2 separate regions of the Callithrix jacchus genome follow, and region 2 is linked to region 1. Evidence: chromatin contacts called from public Hi-C data. All regions are on one chromosome and are shown on one strand. Each heading gives the region's core, a stretch centred on a gene start, on an enhancer-like site or on the middle of the called end of the contact. The rest is flanking DNA. Distances are from core to core; before and after follow the strand shown. Region 1 overlaps LHPP (phospholysine phosphohistidine inorganic pyrophosphate phosphatase). Region 2 overlaps LHPP (phospholysine phosphohistidine inorganic pyrophosphate phosphatase).

Region 1 (4,256 bases), core at 1,030-3,529:
ACTACAGGAGACACATTGAAAAAACTCATCTTTATCCTGCAAGCATGCACACACACTCACATTCGCCCTAAGACTCCCAGGCCCCCCTACACACACCCGCTGGGCCTTTCATGCCCACACAGAGTTCGGCCCTTCCCCCTGCTACCTGGGGGCAGCTGCCAGCCACTGACAGCTCAATAGGCGCCCAGACAGTCCTGCCGCTGAGAGACTGCCAGGCTTGCCCATGCTGCCCGTGCACAAAGACCCTCCTGCACAAAGCGGCTTCCTGCCTGGGCACATGGGCAGCCATGGGCACCGGTCCAGACTGAAACACCAATGTGTTTGGATGTGGCAATGATCATTCAGGGAGCTGAGACCAGGGGCCAGGCGTAAGCCTATGTTATGGGCATGATCTCATATCATCCTGGGATGCCCTGGGAGGTTCGCACAATCCCACATCCCCACGTTCCAGATGAGGAAAGGAATGCTTAGAGAAGCGAGGGACCCAGCCGAGGCCCCGGCATGCAAACCTGGTTTCTGTCCATCTGAAGGGAGCTGCACATGGGAGCCCCGCTTTACCGCAAAGGGGCACTGGGGCCAGCAGAGGCTGTGGCCCTGTAAGGACCGCTCTGCTCTGGGGGCGGGGCTGCCGGGGAGGTGGCAGACAGAGCTCTCCTGGAGAAGTTCCTCCTTCACTCGGCTCAAAGCACCCACATCCCTGGCATGGGGGGCAGAGACAGGCAGATGCCCACTGGGAGCCACTGCCCTCCCAGGCAAGCGGAGAAGGAAGCCAGCCCAGGCTGCCCATGTGTAGCCCTGCACACATGCCCGCACCGCAGTGGCCAGCACACTCGATGTGATCTTCACGTGCTGGTGTCTGCGCCAAGAGGGATGGCCTCACCCTGACCAGTTCCCCCACACCTGGGCCTGCACTGTCCCCACTGGAACGATAGCTCTGGGATGGGGACAGACCGGCCCCTGGGCCTACTGGGGGTGTCTAGGGTCTGGAGGACGGGCAGTGTCTGCCCTCAGGTTGGCCACAAACTCCAGTTCCTCTGGGTCACGAACCCTGCTACCCCCATGGGGGCCACACAGGTAGCAGCAGCCATGCAGCTCACTACCTTGACCCCACGGAGGTGGAGTCTGGGAGGACGGAGGCTTGTACTGCCCAGGCTGGAATGGGGATATTTTCTCTCTTGTTCAACTCTTGGAAAAGGGCCTGTCCAGGTATCTATCCCTGACAGGTAGAGCCCGAGGACCCACCAGGCCCACACCCTGAGATGGGCATGGGTGGCAGTGAGGTGCGGTGCAGCAGGCCCCACTCCCAGGGCACGAGCAGCACAGTGGCAACAACAGAAGCTAAACCCAGGGTAGCTGCATCCCCACTGCAGCAAGAGCCACCAGCAGGTGAGGATGGGGAGGGCGACCATCAAGGGGGCCCAGATGTGCAGGGCCCTCAGCCCTGGTCAGGGAGACAGCTGGATACCACTGGTGAAAGGCGGGCAGGCACAGCCACAAGACCCCACGAATGTGAGGGGAGGTGAGACAGCGGAGAGGAGGGAAGGAGCAAGGAGACGATCAGGAAGGGGAGCGGTGGAGCGGGGGAGAGCCCCTGGAAGGAGGCAGGGAGGCAGGCTTCTGGGAAAAACAGGCCTCCAGCCTGGCTAGGCCCCAGGGTGCAGAGGGCCAGGATGGGGGCCCCTCCCCCAGACCGAGGGTGCTGGTCAGCTCTAACTGTGGTCCCAGGCACAGTGGGAAGGTCACGGGGGCAAATGCAGGACCTGACTTTGGTGAGGCAGCCACTCAGTCTGCAGGGGCTTCCAACCCCAGGACTCGGCTGGAGATGTGTCTCAGGAGAGACCCCTCAAAGCCCCCTCCTGCTGTCCGTTTCATGTCTGGACAGGGACAGTGTGGCCACAGGGCACTCTGCCAATGAGCAGATGACAGTATCTCCCCAGGGCCTAAGGAGAGCAGCACCCCCACAGTGGGGAAGTAGGGTAAAAGAAAGGTCACCCCATCTGGGCTGGGGCCTGGCCCACCCGCCCACCCCACTCTGGTCTCCAGTGTCACAGATTTGTGCAAACACCATGAGCGCCCTCCCTGATGTCCAGTGTGTCTCCTGAGAAGCCCTAGTAGCTGGTACTGAGGGATGACGTCATGGGAACTCCAGCCCACAGGAACCCTCTAGGGCCTCAGTGCCCCCTTGAGTGCCCAAGGTATTTCCCTGGCAACACACTGTCCCCACAGGTGGTCCCAGGCTCATGCGGGGGTCCTACAGACAGGCATGAGACTTTTGAGCCTCAGCCTGCCATTCGAGATGGCTAGAGCCACCAAACGCCCAGGTGGAATTCCTCAGGGTGGCCACGGGCCCCATCTCCATTAGGTGTGGGGCTGACAGAGGCTGGCTCTTCTGCCGAGTCTAAGTTCAGGAATTGCATCCCATGTGGCCATTTTGAGCCACAGGCAATGTTCTTGCAAGGTGGAGAGCACCTTCCTGGGCTCTTCCCATGATGAACGCTCTCCACAAAGCAGCCCCCAGTCAAAGTCAACCTCCCTTTCATCAAGTGTGGCTCCAGCCCGAATTGTCCCTCCTGGCACCACAGGCTGGTCAGGCCGGCTGTCTCCTCCCAGCACAGCGGGCAGGGGTGGCGGCCCACCTCCAAGCTGTCTCCTGGTGACTCTCCATTCCGGTGGCTCAGGTTACATCACACTCCAGGACTCAGGCATGCCGCGTCGGTATGGCTGGCTCTCACCCGGCCACCCCCATGCCCAGGGCCACTTTGGGATTTTGGGGACCCCTTTCTCTATTAAAAAGCAGTTAAATAATTTAATAGCTTTTCATAGGCCTTGAAAATAGTATTTCTAAAGTGAACAAAAACATTAAAACATTTTCTTTGGCCCTAAATGTTCCAGAGACTTTTTCCTTCTAATTTTAAAAGAAATTTAAACATTTTCATGAGCCCCTAAAGGCATCATGTGGCCACAGCCTGGTAGGCAAGTGAGCCCGGCTTCCTCTGGCTCCAACTCCTGGGAGATTTGAAGCCTGGATTCCAGACCTGTGGCCACAACTTAGGACTCTGCCCCTGGTCTTGGTGGCTGTCTTGGTGCAGCTTTTGGGGTCCTGGGGCTGAGTGGGGCAGGTTGGAAAGGATGCTCTTTCTCTCTGTGGCCCCGGGGACCCTGCCTGTGAGAGTCAAACCAGGGCACATTGTGAACCCCAAGCCGTGTTCCAGGCAGCCAAAGTGCAGGGTGTGTGTGAGGTGACCCCAAGCAACCCTGGATCCCCAGCCCCTGGCCCACAGGTCTTCACAGCACCACCCCTAAAGGCCAGCACGACTGAAAAACCCACTGGATTAGGCCAGGCATAGAGGCTCATGCCATGCTAATCCCAGCACTTTGGGAAGCTGAGGTGGGAGAATCACCTGAGGCCAGGAGTTCCTGACCAGCCTAGGCAACATAGCAACACCTTTGTCTCTACAAAAAAAAATTTTTTTTAAATCTTTTTTTATTTTTAGGTTTTTTTTTTTTTTTCTTTTTTTGAGACGGAGCCTCACTGTTGCCAGGCTGTAGCGCAGTGGCATGATCTCTGCTCACTGCAACCTCTGACTCCCTGGTTTAAGTGATTCTCCTGCCTCAGTCTCCCGAGGAGCTGGGATTACAGATACATACCACCACGCCTAGCTAATTTTTGTATTTTTGGTAGAGATGGGGTTTCACCATGTTGGCCAGGATGATCTCGGTCTCCTGACCTCATGATCTACCCGCCTCGGCCTCCCAAAGTGCTGGGATTACATGTGTGAGCCACTGTGTCCGGCCAAGAAAAAAATTTTTTTTTTAATTAGCCAGGCACTGTGGCATGTGTCTGCAGTCCCAGGTACTTGGGAGGCTGAGATGGGAGAATCACTTGGGCCCCGGAGGTCGAGGCTGCAGTGAGCTATGATCGCCCCACTGCACTTCAGCCTGGGTGACAGAGCGAGACCATGTCTTATAAATAAAACTCAAACCACACCACAGGACTAACTTAAAACAGTGTGGAAACAAATGGAACCGACAGTAACCAGCACGTGGCAGAGTGGTCCAGAGCACAGATGGTGGAGTTAGACTCCCGGGGTTCAAAGGCTGCGTGATCCTCTGCAAAGTGAGGACGATGTCAGTTCCATCTCATACAGGTGGGAAAACAGGCTCATGGAACAATTTCTGGTGGAGCGGGTCCTGCGTCTGTCGCTGTGGCAATCAGTGTTTTCCCAACAACCTTAGGAAGAAGGCATGCTGCTAGC
Region 2 (4,256 bases), core at 526-3,025, 60 kb before region 1:
GGGCCGCCGCTCCACAGATGTCCCAGCTCTCCCTGCCACTGCCCATGCTATACCCTAGAATGCTCTCTTGAAACCTGCTCCACATGCAAACTCCTACTCATGCTTTAAGACCCTACTTGTCCCCGTCTCCAATCTATGTTCCTTCCACTGGGTGAGCTGCTGTCTCTTCTGAGCATGCAGAATGTGCCCCCCACCCCACCCCGTGCCACGCCACCACAGCTGGGTGCTGCTCTGCCGCTTCACCTGCAGGTGATTGTGCTGACTTCACTTCCTGGAGGGATAGGCCAGGTTTCCTGCCCTCGGTGCCGCCCGCCCTCCCCAGGCGTGGGCCAGAGCAGGCACCCAGGAAGTCTCCACCAAATGAATGAACAAAGGCCCTCAGCTGGGCCGGGCAGTGCCCATCATCAGTGATTCCTCCCTCTCATGCCCTGTGAGTTAAATGCAGGGAATGAGTGAGTGACAGGCAGAAAACAAGGCGGTTCTGTGTCTGACTAGCTTCACGGGGACAGTCTCAATCGAAGGAAATGGTGGCCAGACCCCAGCAAACAAGCCTCATGAGGGTGGTCTCCCTGCCGCTACCTCCAGGGCACATGCCTCCTGGGCAACACTGACCAAGGGGAGATGGCGGCCTCTCCCAGAGGGGCTCTTGAGGGTCCTGCCCTGCCTGGGGCTCCCAGGGTGTGGCCTGTCCACCCCCTCCCACCCTGCAGGGTCACGGGCAGGGGCAGGGTGGGGAAGAGGCTCTCACAACTGGAGGCCGAAACAGCTGCCTGCCCATGGAGGGCCATGTTCCCCATCCCCAGTTGCTTTGGAAAGGCAGTAGCTGAGAGCCAGGTGCTGGGGGCGGCTGCCCCGTGAATTCAGGGATCTGAGCATTGGCATCAGAGGGTGATGTCAGCTCAGCTGTGCTGACAGACTTGCAGAACAAAGAGGCCACTGATTCATGAGGTGGAGGTGGCAAGGCCGGGCATGGGGCAGCCTCCATCAGAACCCCAGGAGCCCAAGATCCCTGGGGCCTGGGGGGTTGTTTCTAGAAGGGTGTTCACCAGAGCCTGGCCCTGGCAAGTGCTGGGAGGATGTGTCTGGGAGGCCTGCCTCCACCTGCACACCTCAGCTTCTCTGAAGGCTGATTGTCAGATGCCTGCAGGAGCGCAGCACTGTGCCCACGGGGTTCCCTGCTGTCCACATGCTGGCTCAGCATGGCCACCTTCAGGACAGCAGCTTGCTGGGGCCCGGTGATGGGGGAAGAAAAACCCACATGCTGCCCATGACCTGGCCTGAGCTGGGCTCCTGGCAGATGCCCAAGGATCAGTGACTTCCTTACAGGGTGGTGGGGTGGGGGCGTGGGGGGTTGTGGGGTGGACATGGCCACGGATCTCAGGCAGGTTGCTCTGACCCCTCCATTCCCTGGGCTAACACTGGGCCTAGGTTCTGGAAGTGCTTCGGGGGGTGTGACATGTCCAGATCCAGGTACCTCTAGAAAGGCGCCGTGTCCTGCTGCTTAAAAAGAAACCCGAGCCAGGAGCTCCTTCCCATGGAGCCTGTGCATCCAGCCAAGGCCTCTGGCCCAAGAGGGACACAGGACTCTGACCTGGTGGCTGCTTGCAGAGATCACATGGCGCCTGAGCCAGCACTCTAGTCCCAGGCCTGGGCCTCAGCAGGTGCTGGGGACACAGGCTCCAGCCTCAGCTGCCTTGCCTCACTCAGGGACTGCTCAGCCTCAGGCCTGTGTGCCCCCAAGCCGGCTCTGCCCACAGGCCTGGGGACTGCTGTGAGTCAGCCTGGAGCCCCGGAGCCCAGCCTGGGGACCCTCTAGCCCAGGGTACCTCCTGCCACGAAGGCCAGCTGGGTCCAGGCGGGAAGGGCAGTCTGGAGGGACCGGAGAGTGGGGCCACAGGCCAGTCCCACGGCGAGGACCAAAGGGAGGCTCCCATCCTGGAGACCTGCCCTCCCCTTGTCTCCCCACCCCCCGCTCACACATGCGGGAGCTTCCTGGGCTACCTTAAAGCCACTTGGCAGAAAAACATCAAAATAAAAACCCAGGCCTAAAGGAGTCCTTGCCCTGGGCCTCTCTGGGGCCCTCAGCCCTCTGGCCAGGAACAGGGATGGGGACACACTTCCCCGACTGGGCCCTCTCTTGGAGGTGCCACGCTCCCTTTCCCACTGGCCCAGCCGAAAGCAAAGCAGTGGCCGGCTTGGGGGAACCACGTGCTGGTCCCCCATCTATCTGGCCATCTCTTCCTCTGTAACCAGGAGGGGTGGGGTGGGAGGAGGTGACCCGTCTCCCAGAGCCCCTACCCATAGCATCTGTGTGTGACTGGGAAAGTTTTGCATCCTGGCTGAGCCTGCCCAGCCCAAACCACCCATGCCCGCCTTCCCCCCACCTAGGGTGAGCCAGACACCCACAGAGGCTGGGCCTGAGGGCACTGCAGATGTTTGGCCAGGCTGCAGCCCCCAGGTGGCGCTTCGTACAAAGACAGCCAGGGCAATGGTGAGAGGCCTGAATTCCCCAACTCTGTCCCTCCCCAGCCTGGTCCCAGCCCCAGTGCCCCTCCCAGGGGCTGCAGCTGGCCACGCCCGCCCTGCCCTGCCTGTCCAGGAGGCCTGTCAAGGATGTCTCAGAGCTAAGAGTGAGGTGGGGTCCTGTGCCCCCAGCCGAAAGACACACCTTCCCTGTGTGCACGTGTGTGGGCGGGTGCAACCCAGAGATAGGAGAGGGCCGCACTGTCTCCTGCCCTCGGCCTTGGGTCCCTATAGTTTCCTGGTGGTTTGACCCCCACAGTGTGGATCTGTGAAGAGCAGGGGTGGGGGCAGGGCTGGGCTAGCTGAACCACAATTTTCTTCCATTGTGAGGGCAGGGCTGCCTAACTGAACCCCCTTTCCTTCCAGTGGGTGGTACTTAACTAGTCAGTACAAGAGTCTCTCCTTGTAGAAGGAGGCACTCACTGGGCTCTGAGCCCTGGTGGGTAAACTGAGGCACAGAAGGGCCTTGCCCAAGGTCTCACCCATCCCCGAGAGCCTATTTCACTGGAACTAGGCCTTGCCTGCCACCTGCAACCCAGAGCTCTCACCAGCCAGGCCCTGGGGTACAGGTGAGACTGCTCTAGCTAGCAGACGCATGGCCACATCATTAGTGATACCACAATCGGCCCACACCTCTGCAGCAGGCCAGCTGTGGGCGGCATCTCCACGTGCTCTGCACAGCACACCGTGGGGTGCGTACTGTGATCCGCTTCTCTGAGATAAGGAGACAGACCCCAGAGAGGAAGGGGTCACAGCCAGAGGCAGCAAAGCTGGGGTTTCAACCCAGTTGGTCTCCTTCCCACAAGAATGGAAATCTGGGCTCACATTAGTGATTCATCCCTGGGCACATGGACATAGCCTGCATCTGGGGGTCTCTGATAGGCTGGTTGGCTCTGGCCAGACCTGGAGGCCTGTGGGCAGGGGTCTCCCCTCCCAGCCACCCCCAGATGGAGCCAGGGTGCTAAGAAGAGGCCGTGGAGGGACAGCCTGCGTGGAGGCCGACGGGGACCTAGAGAAGAGGAAAGGTGCATGCTGGGAGTGCACATGGGGCTGGCAGCGCATAGCCTCCCCATGGCTGGTGCTCTGCATGGGGCCACCCAGATGCCTGCGTTCCTTGGGATCTGCTGCCTTATGGTCAACAGGACCCGGGGGCCAGGGCTGAGGCAAGGGTGTGTGCCAGCCAGCCAGAGGGCAGGGGGGCCTGGGCAAGGCTTTAAGCTCCCAAGCTGGAGCCTGGCAGGGAAGGGCTTTTGCTGTGAACCTTGGCACCCGCCAGCCCCTGTCCACAGGGAGGAAACGGGGCTTATTTACAGCTGGGTTTAGCCAGGTGGCACCCTGTCAACCAGAACTGACACCATGGCGCCAGCTATTTCCTGCACGGTCCTCACTGCCCCAGTGACTGAGGCCGAGAGCAGACGTGGGATGCAGTGAGAGGGACTGGTGGTGATGCTTGGCTGCCCACTAGTGTATGGTGGTCTCCGGAGACTCCCTCACATGGCAAATGTGGTCCTGTGAATCCCCGACCCTGGCTGGAGTGTGGGGCAAGTGCTACCACCCACCTGCCTTCACCTGATTCACGTACACATAAGGCCCCGGTCAAGCGCACAAAACCAGAGCTTTTCAAAACCAAAAGCTGGAAATCTAACTTCTGGAAAAAATCTGAAAGACCCCAGTATGGGTGGACAAACCGTGGGCAGCGGTGTGCCGCAGGGTGTGATGTGGCAGCTGTCCCC

Evidence for each region. A called contact is a pair of places that touch in the nucleus more often than the background predicts.
Region 2: a Hi-C map of induced pluripotent stem cells shows a contact between it and region 1, with 3 times the contacts expected there. The contact joins two enhancer-like sites. A contact is called at or near these places in 2 of 3 Hi-C or Micro-C datasets (induced pluripotent stem cells and skeletal muscle).

Annotation. Positions count from the first base shown.
Region 1 is chr12:117,903,299-117,907,554 of calJac240_pri, reverse strand. The region is part of intron 7 of LHPP (phospholysine phosphohistidine inorganic pyrophosphate phosphatase); the gene reads right to left. Among named protein-coding and RNA genes, the nearest start is that of LHPP, 76 kb to the right of the region's middle. Within about 2 kb of position 2,279, at least 2 of the 16 cell types and tissues checked have an H3K27ac peak or open chromatin away from gene starts, as enhancers often do. A contact at or near this core is called in skeletal muscle, where this site is marked.
Region 2 is chr12:117,962,625-117,966,880 of calJac240_pri, reverse strand. The region is part of intron 7 of LHPP (phospholysine phosphohistidine inorganic pyrophosphate phosphatase); the gene reads right to left. Among named protein-coding and RNA genes, the nearest start is that of FAM53B, 130 kb to the left of the region's middle. Within about 2 kb of position 1,775, at least 6 of the 16 cell types and tissues checked have an H3K27ac peak or open chromatin away from gene starts, as enhancers often do. A contact at or near this core is called in skeletal muscle, where this site is marked.